Regions from separate parts of the Ovis aries genome. Here region 1 is linked to region 2. A link is a contact called in public Hi-C data. All regions are on one chromosome and are shown on one strand. Each heading gives the region's core, a stretch centred on a gene start, on an enhancer-like site or on the middle of the called end of the contact. The rest is flanking DNA. Distances are from core to core; before and after follow the strand shown.

Region 1 (6,218 bases), core at 791-3,290, 180 kb before region 2:
AGAAGTTGGATACAAGCATCATATTTTTAAATAAATTTACAAGCCAAGTTCATGATGAGCATAAACTTCTCCCAAAGTTAACAAGATATTAAAATTTTTAAACAGCTACATTTCCCTCTCAGAACAACAAATAATTAAACAACAAAAAAATTTTCCCCTCAAAGCAAATGTCTCACACCCAGCAAGATGTTCACATCTGTTAAAATCCACAAAGTCTTAAACAGTGAAAACTGACTGCAGGCACCAGGGGGCCTCCCAGGAATAACTTAATAGTAAAGGAAAAAGCAAATAAGAGTTCCTGGTAAAACTTTGCTTCTTATTCAGTCTTAAAAGACACTCAGTCTCACACTGCTGGAAGACTCACATCTGCAGCAAATTTACTGTAGTTTGCTACACAACCGGTATACACAGAAACTGATGAGATACCGACACTTCGGCCAAAAAAAGGAACCAGCGCCCTCCCTTCCGCCCCCCAACCATACAATCTTCTGTGATGCTTTTCCATCACAGTAAGCACATACTGTTTCACTGTGAAAAATAATTATCTTCAGGAAATTCGAAAGCAAGTAACAACGTCTATGTAATCCTGCCACAGTTTCTGACAGAGAGGACTCTAAATCTTTTTTTTTTTTTTTTATGGGTCAATTTCTTTTCTACTCACTCACAAAGCAGTTAGTGATGACGCAAATGTTGGGATAAAGGCATTCGCGGGCAGAAGACCGCGATGGACTTTGAATAATATCCTGGCCTCTCCATCTCTTCCTTATCCCTCAATCCCCAACCCTAACATAAAACTATCCAATAAAAACAGAAGGGCCCAGAAACTTCAAAAGCTGCGAAGACTTGCAAAGACCCTTTAAACACAACAGAGGCTTTACAATCGACCTCTCCTAAGTTTGTGCAGAAATCAAATCCTGCTCAAACCTGTTAAGATTCTCAAATTCGAAAACTAATCCCTACAGCAAACGTGTGTCTACATATTTCTGGCGTGCTTCTTCGTCTCGGTCAGACCTGTTTTACTATTTTTTAAAGCTAAATTAGACATGGGAGGTACTCACGCTAGTGTTATCTTCTCCCTAAATAGTTCGTCCTGTAGGATCATGTAAAATTTGCTGAACAGATCAAACAGTTTTCCCAGGTGGATTTTAAAAAAAAATTTTTTTCACTCCCAGAACAAGAATCGGGAGGCAGCCAAGGGCAAGGCACAAAGAGCACAGAGGAGAAACACACAATTCGCGGGCATACAATGCATCGGAGCACGCATCCCGGCCCACTCCTTCTGGGAAGGGTCACCCCACGCCCCGGCCGCGCGCCGCCGTGCGGGTCCCCGAAGGTCCGCGGGGCACTGCCCGCCCGCGGGGACGGCCCCTCTCGGCCGGCCTCTCTCCCGGAGGCCGCTCCCCCGGCCCACCAGCTTCTTCGCCCCCATCCTCGGCGGCCGTCTCGGGGCGGGAAAAGCGGGGAAGCGGACGGCGGAGGGGGTGGGGTGGTGTTCCCTCGGGCTCCAGCGCCCGAGGGACCAGGAGGGGTAAGGGAGAGCGTCCCCTCCCCGCGGCCCGCCGGGCCCCGACTCACCCTCCAGCAGTCGGGTAATAAGGCTGTCCACGTTCAGCTCCCCGTCCGCCATCTTGTCGGCACCAGACGCTCCTTCCCGGCAGCGGGAACAAGGGCTTCTCGGCGGCGGAGTCTGCGGCGACCGCTCGGCGTGCCCTCACCTACAAGTCACGCGGCGTTTCGACCCCAACTCCAACTCCCCCTTCCCCCAGGCCCTCCCCCCCACCCCGTCCCCACCTAGCTGCGGAGCTCGCACACACTCGGAGGCACCCACGATAAATAAATAAATAAACAAGCGGAGCCCCCCACGAACCGGGCCGCGTCAGACCCAGCCGCCGCCGCCGCCACCTCCTCCTCCTCCTCCTCCTCGGCACCGCCCAACTCCGCAAAGCTCACCAGCGCCGCCGACGGCCCCACCCGCAGCGCCACTCACTCCACACCGCCCTGCCCCGCCACCGCGCCACGCAGCCCCCCGCGCAGGCGCACGGCGTACTCGCCTCGCGGCCCCGCCTCACCCACCCCCTGCCCTCGCGCAATCGCACTGGACTCGGTTCGCCCGCCGCCACCGCCGCCGCGCCGCACCGCCCGCTTCGCGCAGGTGCGTCGCCCTTCCTCGCCAGTTCCACTGCGCTGAATCTCAGCGGCTGCGCAGGCGCCCCGGAGGCTCCCAGGGTTTGCTGGGCTGGGGAAGCTCCCATTACGCAGAGCGCGCGTAGGCAGTGTTGACCTTCCCGCCTCCTAGCTGGCCGGGCCCCGGCGCTACGCAGACGCGGTTGTGGCTGTTCCCGCCTCGCTTTTCTTTTCTTGGTTTCAGTCCCTGATTTGGCAAGCAATTCCTCGTTTTCAGTAAGCGGGAAACGTGGACTGCTGTTACCCATGTTTGAAGCTGGATTTGTCCGTTTGGAAAACGAGAAGGGGTTTTTCTACTGGAAAAGTTTGACTTTGCAAATAAAGGGTTTTATAATCCAGCGGTTCCACAAGGTTGGTTGCCAAGTGTACGTGGATGAAATAAATTGAAAAGGGCCTTGGGAGGGTCAGCAATAAAAATATTTCACATGAGTTCCGCTGTCTGCTTTCTTTAGATCTCTTTCAAATACGTCTTAAATTCTGTGGCTGCTGTTTTTCACAGTGCATTTAGCAACAAGAAAAATACTTTCATTATATGGCTTAATCATTCTACCGTGTGATTTTGCATTTATCTCCTACACTCGACTGTGAGCTACACGGTAAACCCAGTTTATCTTTGTGTTTTCAGCTCCTGCCACATCTGGTAATGTAGAAGAGAGGGACAAAGAAACACTGAGGCTCAGAAAGCTTGGTTGCTCCTCTCTTCTTTCCATCACATAATTCTGCCTCTAGAAAAGCAGGGGGAAGAGCAGCCACGCAAAAGATCTAGATAAGCCAGAGTTTTTGGCCTGTTCTCAGAAGTGGGTCAGAGGCAAAGTCTTTAATCATTCCTCAGGTGTTTGTCCAGAAACTTAAGATACTGTTTCAAGCTCAAGGCAGTGCTCCCCCCACTCTCATATCACCAATAATAACTAACATTTTTGAGATCCCTGTATGTGCTCAGGCACGGTTTTAAATGTTATACAACATGTGTTGTTTAATCCTTACACTAGCCCTATGAGGTAGGTACTATTATTATCTTTACTTTGTAGATGGGATTTATTGAAACTCAGAATGGTTAAGTACCTAGCCCCAATTCAGTGGCAGATCTGGGATTCAAACCCAGGCATCTAGCACCAGTGTCTGCACTGTCAACAGTTGTGATATACTCCTCCTCAGTGTGTGATCTGAGATGCTTAAAATATGCGTGTGCTGTATCATAAACGCTGATAACAGAAATCATAGATTTTTTTTTGGGGGGGGGGGGAGGGGAGTGAAGCATTGTCCAAATAAGGATTTTATGATGGTTCAGATGACTTATAGAGATAGGATTTCCTAATCATGAACTTCCAGATGTTCAAGCTGGTTTTAGAAAAAGCAGAGGAACCAGAGATCAAATTGCCAACATCTGCTGGATCATTGAAAAAGCAAGAGAGTTCCAGAAAAACATCTATTTCTGCTTTATTGGCTATGCCAAAGCCTTTGACTGTGTGGATCACAATAAACTGGAAAATTCTGAAAGAGATGGGAATACCAGACCACCTGACCTGTCTCTTGAGAAACCTATATGCAGCTCAGGAAGCAACAGTTAGAACTGGACATGGAACAACAGCCTGGTTCCAAATAGGAAAAGGAGTACATCAAGGCTGTATATTGTCACCCTGCTTATTTAACTTCTATGCAGAGTACATCATGAGAAATGCTGGGCTGGAAGAAGCACAAGCTGGAATCAAGATTGCCGGGAGAAATATCAATAACCTCAGATATGCAGATGACACCACCCTTAAGGCAGAAAGTGAACAGGAACTGAAAAGCCTCTTGATGAAAGTGAAAGAGGAGAGTGAAAAAGTTGGCCTAAAGCTCAACATTCAGAAAACTAAGATCATGGCATCTGGCCCCATCACTTCATGGCAAATAGATGGGGAAAGAGTGGAAACAGTGTCAGACTTGATTTTGGGGGGCTCCAAAATCACTGCAGATAGTGACTGCAGCCATGAAATTAAAAGAGGCTTACTCCTTGGAAGAAAAGTTATGACCAACCTAGACAGCATATTAAAAAGCAGAGACAGTACTTTGTGAACAAAGGTTTGTCTAGTCAAGGCTATGGTTTTTCCAGTGGTCATGTATGGATGTGAGAGTTGGACTGTGAAGAAAGCTGAGTGGCGAAGAATTGCTGCTTTTGAATTGTGGTGTTGGAGAAGACTTGAGAGTCCCTTGGACTGCAAGGAGATCCAACCAGTCCACTCTAAAGGAGATCAGCCCTGGGTGTTCGTTCTTTGGAAGGAATGATGCTAAAGCTGAAACTCCAATACTTTGGCCACCTCATGCGAAGAGCTGACTCATTGGAAAAGACTCTGATGCTGGGAGGGATTGGGGGCAGGAAGAGAAGGGGACGACAGAGGATGAGATGGCTGGATGGCATCACCGACTCGATGCACATGAGTTTGGGTGAACTCTAGGAATTGGTAATGGACAGGGAGGCCCGGCATGCTGCAATTCATGGGGTCGCAAAGAGTCAGAAACGACTGAGCGACTGAACTGAACTGAACTGAACTGAACCCCGTTTTGTCTAGCTTTCTCTCCATTTCAAGATTTAGCATGTACATTGGTGGCGAACACAGACCAGGTGACAATCTCTTAGAGTGATCCTGTCTGAAATAGTTTTCATTGATTCTTACTGCTGCCAGATCATCCTGGGGCCTTTAGGAGTGAATGAATGGATCCTCATGAAACTCTTTTATTAATGAACATTAATTTATACCTGTTTTATTCCAGAAGAAGAGATTTAAAGTAGCTTATATAAACACATGCAATATGATCAATTAAAATAAGTACAGAGAATAATAGCACAAAAGAAAACTGAGGGAGAGATCATGGTAAAACTAGCAGTATTGTATGCAAAATGCATGGCATAAGGTCCTTTTGGTTTGCTAGGGATAGGTCACAAGTATGGTTCTAAGCTTTCTAGTGACCAAGGAAAATTGCAATCAGTCAGCAGCAAGTGGAGTAAGTGTTCTGGCTGAACTGGATCTGGAACTTGAGTAGACCAGCTTATGGACTTAGATGCCGCTTTCCCAGATCTCTCCACAAGCCTCTAAGACTAACAATCCTTTAGAACACTTAAAAAGTGTCTTTTTATCCTCCACTTTTCATGGGACCCATTGCTGTTAAGTTGACCAGTCGTGTCTGACTCTTTGTGACCCCATAGATGTCAGGTTTCCCTGTCCTTCACCATCTCCCGGAGCTTGCTCAAACTCATGTCCATTGAATCAGTGATGCCCTCCAACCATCTCATCCTCTGTCATCCCCTTATCCTCCTGCCTTCAATCTTTCCCAGCATCAGGGTCTTTTCCAATGAGTCGACTCTTTGCTGTCAGATGGCCAAAGTATTGGAGCTTCAGCTTCAGCATCAGTCCTTCCAGTGAATATCCAGGCCTAATTTCCTTTAGGATTGACTGGTTGGATCTCCTTGCAGTCCAAGGGTCTCTCAAGAGTCTTCCCCAACACCACAGTTCAAAAGCATCAATTCTTCAGGACTCAGCCTTCTTTATGCTCCAACTCTCACATCCATACATGACTCCTGGAAAAACAATAGCTTTGAGTGTACGGACCTTTGTTGGCAAAGTAATGTCTCTGCTTTTTAATATGCTGTCTAGGTTGGTCATAGCTTTTCTTCCAAGGAGCAAACGTCTTTTAATTCCATGGCTGCAGTCACTATCTGCAGTAATTTTGGTGCCCAAGAAAATAACTGTTTCCAGTTATTAAGGGAAACACTGTTTCCATTGTTTCCCCATCTATTTGCCACCAAGTGATGGGACAGGATGTCATGATCTTAGTTTTTTGAATGAAGCCCCATGAAAGAGAACTTTGAACACTGTCCTCAGTTAGGGTCCAATATATGCAGATACATTTAACGGACAAGGAACACCCAAAGTAACTGAATTATACAGAGAGAAAGTGAGCACCTTAGAGAAAATACTACAAGTGGAGTAGGGCAGAGAGAGCCCAGTCTCAGCAGAGTTCTGGGAGTCAGAAGGGCTTGGAGAGTGGTTCTGAGT
Region 2 (6,345 bases), core at 3,078-5,577:
CATAAAGTGGTAGCCTTTCACCCCTCCCCCACCAAAAGGAAGAGGAAGTTACAGAATTCATGATAAAGCCTATTAGGTTTTGTATGATCTCTGTTCTGGATAATCTGTTGCTTTTCCGGTCCTGAATAAATAAGTTACTCGGGTGGGGATGGGGGCTCAAGCTCAGGGTGTGGGTGGGGATGGGGGCTCAAGCTCGGGGTGTGGGTGACAATGGGGGCTCAAGCTTGGGGTGTGTGGGGGGATGGGGGCTCAAGCTCGGGGTGGGGATGGGGGCTCAAGCTCAGGGTGTGTGGGGGGATGGGGGCTCAAGCTCGGGGTGGCGGTGAGAGTTGAGAGAATATCAGGGGATCTAGGAACCAAAACATAGGAATCCCTAGGAACTACATGGTAAAGTAAGGTTTGTGATTATTCTGGAAGAAATATGGATGAGGCAAAGCAATTTGATCAAAGCATGTACCTGGCATCAGAACCAATTGTGACTAGTTCCTGGGGATGTGGTTAGGGGTGGGCTAGTGGGTTTTTGTGCCCCAGAGCAAGGGACACCCCCCAAGAGAGCCCACCCAGCTGTCTTTGACCCTCAGATCCTTCCCCTGGACCAAACCACCCAGCCTTCAGCCATACACCCTAGACCAGGGGTCTAGGCCAAGGGCCCGACCAGGTCCCCATAGGACCCTTGGGGTTCACCCCCAAGATTCTCACTCAGCTCGGGCTCCCGCCACAGCCTGGTTTAGGTAGGCCCCAGAACTGCTTTCTGTTCCCTTGCCAACAGAGAAGCCCTTCAGGGAAGGGTTGAATTCCCGGAGCATGTCTGTAAATACAAGGAAGAGATGTCAGTACCCTAAAGCCATCTTCGAATTCCTTTGATAAGTGCCAAGGGGTGTTGGTGACAAAGCAGAGCCCCCCCCCACAGCCCTCACCCTTACAGTTCACTCGGCCCCCAAAGAAAATGTCCAGAAGGGCGATGCTGAGCCATGTGGGCAGCACACACAGGGGCTCAATGAATTGGTGCTGAATAAGTGCCGATCTGGCTCAGGTACTGCTCTCAGGTACTGCTCTCAGGCACTTTGCTTTTTCTCTAAATATATAATCACTTTGCTGAGATATAATTCACACAACATAAAATTCACCAAAGTACAATTCAATAGCTTTTAGTACACTCATACAGTTGTGCAACCACACCCCTATAAACTTTAGAACATTTTCATCACCCCAAAAAGAACCTTGGTATTAATTAGCCGTCTCTCCCCATTTCTACCAGCCCTATCAGTTCATTTCAGTAGCTCGGTCATGCCCGACTCTTTGCAACCCCATAGACTGCAGCAAGCCAGGCTTCTCTGTACTTCACCAACTCCTGGAGCTTGCTCAAACTCATGTCCACTGAGTCAGTGATGCCATCCAACCATCTCATCCGCTGTCATCCCCTTATCCTCCTGCCTTCAATCTTTCCCAGCATCAAGGTCTTTTCTAATGAGTCTGTTCTTGGCACCAGGTAGCCAAAGTACTGGAGTTTCAGTTTCAGCATCAGTCCTTCCCATGAATATTCAGGACTGATTTCCTTTAGGATGGACTGATTTGATCTCCTTGCAGTTCAAGGGACTCTCAAGAATCTTTTCCAACACCGCAGTTCAAAAGCATTAGTTCTTCAGCACTCAGCTTTCCAGCCCCATGGCAACCACTAACCTCCTTTCCATCTCTATAGGTTTGCTTACTCCGGACACTCATAAGAATGGAACCGTAGAATACAATGTCTTTTGTGACTGGCTTCTTTCACTTAGTGTGTTATCAGTTTCCATCTCTGTTCTAGCATGTATTAGTACTTCATTCCTTTTCATTGGCAAATAATATTCTATTGTATGGATATAATTGTTCACAATATTCTCTCATAATCCTTTTTATTTCAGTAATAGCATCTCCTTTTTCATTTCTGATTTTCAGGCTCTATTCCCCCATCTACTCTGGCCAGTCTACCTGCTGCCAATTTTGTTCAGCTTTTCAGTCTCACTCATTCTAATGCCTTTACCATGCTGGGTCCACTCTTTTCATTTTGCATTCTGCCCACAACTTGGCTGAGAACTCCTGCAAGCAGATTGATGGTAGGGACCAGATAATCTATGTGGAAATAATCATATAGCCATGTGTTGGAAAACTTGTGAAAACACAGGGTCAGAGCAGAAGCATAAGGTCAGCGGTCCCAGAGCCTCACATGTGCTCAATAAATGTTTATGGATTGAAGAATAACTCAAAGTTCAGAAAGGCTAGGAAAACTGTTAAAAGTCATACAGTTACTAAGCATAGAATCCTAAGCTAGAAACCTAGTCTTGCAGCTCTAACACAGGGTATTTTTTCCAGACCTACAATCTTCTCGGATGTGGGAAAGAACTGGCTAGGTATCAGTCCGGACTTTCAGGCACCATGCCATCCAGCAGGGTGCTCTCTGCAACCAAGCACTGCTACAGGGCCTGTGTAACCCAGAGGGACTGAACTCATTCCCTGTGGCTCTGGGGACATTGTACGAAGGGATGATAGCTACTCTGATTTCTACTCATTAGAAGGAAGCATTGTGAGATCACTAGAGAGCTAGCTGAAAATGGAAGGGATTATCCTAGACTCCTCATTACTGGAAGAATCCATCTCTGGCGACCTAGGTATTATCAGGAATATCACAGAAAGGCACTAGTCACTGGGCAGGGTGAGAGCTTGCTGGGGCATGCAGTTGCCTCTGCCGAGAACGTTCCATTCCCTTTCCTTATCTGATGAATTCCAGTGCTTAAAGCCCCGCTTTCAAAAGGCAAGGTTAACAACTTTCTTATTTACTTTCCCCTAAACTTGGTACGTGGCAATAATGATTGGTATGCGTGTCTGTCTTTAGGGAGACATGGCCCTAAACAGACATTAGTAATGTCATCAGGGCAGGGGCCTTGTCTAATTGTCCTGTTTCGCAAGCATCCAGCACAGGAGTATTTGCTGGATTAAACTGAAGAGGGAGTTGAATTGAGCTTCCGCTCTGACCCTATGTTTTCATAAGTTTTCCAACACATGGCTATACGATTATTTCCACATAGATTATCTGGTCCCTACCATCAATCTGTCTTCACAGCTTTAGTAAGGAAGTCTGAATAGGCCATGTTCCACTGCTGAGCTAAGCTTGTCAGGGGCATCCACCTAAGGCGTGACTTTTTCTCAATTTTTCCACGAATCATTTTAGTGGACGACCTTGAATCGGATGCTTTCCAGTCATGTTATTGACCACAACTGCATGGCAATCAGAGAGCCCAGCAAAGCGTGGTGTACACTAGCCCAGCTCACAGCCCAGTCAATTACATTCACAAAAGCAACGCCAACCATCTCCTCGCAATAGTGGAGTTTATTCATAGCTCTTTTGTGTGGACCTAAAAATAAAGAAGACAAGGGGTACTTGTGCCACAGAACCGTACCTACTTACACTCAACAGGATTTGCGAATAGCAAGAACAGATAGCCCATGAAGTCCAACCAGTTCTGCTTGTGTAGCAATCAAGCCATCTTTATCATCAAAGTCTGACTTTAGAGCTGAAACTGCTAAAGTTAATTTCTTAACTGCTAAAGATATATTACCAAGGGATAATTACAAGAAAAGCAAACGAGAACGGGACCGATTAAATTCCGCTCTGGCAAAATTGTTAGCCAGAAGATTTTGAGGGAAAATAACACATATTTTATGAGTGCTTTGAGAACAAGCACTGTGTATGCACTAAGGAGAATGAAAAGATGAATAAGATAACACCACTGAAAGAATGTAGTCAGGCTTAAACAAATCGTTCCAAACAGGTTGTTGATGAAGCAATTTAAGGAAAATGCTGCGCCCCAAATATTGCTGTGTTTGCATGGCCTGAACAAGGTAACTTCACCTCTGCTGCTGCCATCGCAGCTTTCCCTAAACCGGACACACAGGAATTCAACGTCTTTGTATGCAGTGGTGCCTAACGCAGTCCAAGCCTAAGCCAACGCCTCCCAGAAATGTACTCTGGTCAGAATGACAGGCAAAGCAGAGAGGGGTTTCCTTTCCTTCCTTCTTCAATCACTGCTTAATAATAACTTGCACTAAGAGCTGGATGGAGCATTCTTTCTCTCTTACTCTCTTCCTTCCTCAGACAAATACAATTTCTCTTTTTTTAAAAAAAGAAAAAATCTGCAAGGCTTTAATTACTCTCAAGAAGCAGAGCGAGGAGACCGTCTTGGGGAAGCAGCGCCCCCTGCCGAACACGGCTGTCTTCTGCAGCCCGGTTCCCTGCTAAGCCCATGGTCACCGCCAGGGGGAGCTGCCGAAACGCGCAGGGCTGCGGCGGGCCCGCCCCGAACCCCGGGGGAGCGCGTACTCACTGGGCAGGGTGATGACGCTGCTGAGGTTCTGGTCGCCGCCCACACTACGTCGTCGTCGTGGGGACAAAAAAGAAAATGAAGGTTAAAACTGCCAGCAACGCTGAAACACCCCAGACACTAGCAAGACACACCTTCCTCCTTCTGAGAAACACTCAAGGGGCTTGGGTCTTTCCCTTTCCTCATTATTTCTATAGAAAAACTGAAAAAAAAAAAAAAAAAAAAACAAAACCCAGAACACAGCAACTTTTCTCTACTTGCCCCACAAACCAGAATGTCCAAATAAAAAACTTGTTTAAACCGACGGGGCTGACATTTGTTTTTTAAGTTTGAGCTTTAACCTCGAGGCAAGGGAATTAAGTGGGCCCCTTCATTAAAAAGAAAAAAAAAAAGTTTGCCCTCATGGTTTTCTTCCTGTTTGGCTTGGGGAAAGTCTTTAAAGGGTGTCTTCTAGAGAGCCTTCTCCATCTTCCAAACCACTTCTAAAATTCCAAATCAAAGTTGGATGGGTTTCTAGGCATGAAAATACACAGCGTTCCAAAGTTGATTGGATTCCCTGCTTTTCCATATCTCCTCGTTCTCTGCCAAGTACGTCTGGGAACATTTCAAAGGTTCCCAAAACGGTGTGGGGTTTAACTCTGCGGAGCATCATCAGGGAGGAGGCCAGGGACTCAGCACTCAGGTCCAAGCTGGTGCCAGAGATGATGGATTGCAGGCTGAGGAAACACCACACCTGCCCTCTCATGTTGGCATGCGCCAGACTTTCAAAGGTGAAGCTGTAGTGGTGCTCACCACAGTCCGCGGTGCCTGGATTTGATTACAGGCGGAGCGGGGCCAGCATGCACAAGATATATATACATGATTAGGAGAGGTGCTGGATTAGGGGTCAGGAGCCATCTACCCTACTTTTTGCTCCTTTATCATCTGTGTAATCTTGGACAGGTTACTTGTCCTCTCTGAGCCATGCTTCTCGTCTGTTAAATGAAGGCCCTTCAGTAGTGATCCCAGCTATGATTTTTACCTTCCTTTCTGTCAGGCACTGTGCTAGGCATTTAAATTCTCTCTAAGCCTCGTGACCTGGGCACTTGTGGTAAAGAACCCGCCTGCCAATGCAGGAGACTTAAGAGATGTGGTTTTGGTCCCTGAGTTGGGAGATACCCTGGAGAAGGGCCTGGCATTCACTCCAGTATTCTTGCTTGGAGAATCCATGGACAGAGGAGCCTGGTGGGCTACAGTCCATGGGGTCGCACAAAGTCGTACGTGACTGAGGCGACTTAGCATGTAAGCCTCGTGACAACGCTAAGCCAGTATTATCGTCTCTGCATCAAAGATGAGACCAGTTCAGAGAGGTTGAATAACTTGCCCAAGGTCACACAGAGCAGGCAGCTGGGACTCAGACACAGCCATGGTTCTGACGGCTGCTGCCTCCTTCTGAGACTACCGCCCAGAGGGAGAAATGGAAGCTCAATCTTTTCCAGCCCAAATGTTTGAGTAGGTTCTCCCCTAAACTCCTCCTGTTCAGATCCAGACTTGTTTGGGAGAAAATAGTGGTATGGGAAAGCTGATAAATACCTTCCTTAAATTAAACCTAGAAATTCTCATGGAAAAGCACCAGGTGACTCATCTCTCTGCTAGAGAACTTGTTTTCTACATGCTCAGGGAGATCCTCCCCTGTCCTGTGACGACGAGGCATCTCTGGGCCTCGCCACGGCCATACTCACCTCCAGGACAGACCTCGATACTGAGTCAAGACGTCTAGGACGTTTCCAGGCTTGGACCCGGCCCCGTTACCTGCCTGAAAAGAGAACAACACGGGGGTAATTTTCTTGCCTGCTCACCAGAGGGTCTGTGTTCTTGTCCTGGCCAGGCCAGAATGCCAAGCCCTTTAGAACCGAGAGTCTTGACAGCACCATGTCTTGATGTGAATCCTGCCTTGTCAGAAATGAGTGCAAGCTCCCGCTGGGAATCCTGGAACCCACCCTGGGAAACC

Evidence for each region. A called contact is a pair of places that touch in the nucleus more often than the background predicts.
Region 1: a contact with region 2 is called in a Hi-C map of hypothalamus, with 4 times the contacts expected there. The contact joins the promoter of PPP1CB here to the enhancer-like site in region 2. A contact is called at or near these places in 8 of 16 Hi-C or Micro-C datasets (hypothalamus, liver, mesenteric adipose tissue and 5 more).

What each region holds. Positions count from the first base shown.
Region 1 is chr3:35,683,808-35,690,025 of ARS-UI_Ramb_v3.0, reverse strand. PPP1CB (protein phosphatase 1 catalytic subunit beta) reads right to left here and starts at 2,040. Exons shown (of 9, transcript XM_060413837.1): 1 at 1,815-2,040; 2 at 1,576-1,715. The coding sequence starts at 1,627.
Region 2 is chr3:35,508,978-35,515,322 of ARS-UI_Ramb_v3.0, reverse strand. PLB1 (phospholipase B1) reads right to left here. Exons shown (of 59, transcript XM_042245932.2): 20 at 6,077-6,150; 21 at 4,359-4,402; 22 at 700-808. Among named protein-coding and RNA genes, the nearest start is that of PLB1, 73 kb to the right of the region's middle. Within about 2 kb of position 4,327, at least 15 of the 54 cell types and tissues checked have an H3K27ac peak or open chromatin away from gene starts, as enhancers often do. A contact at or near this core is called in hypothalamus and liver, where this site is marked.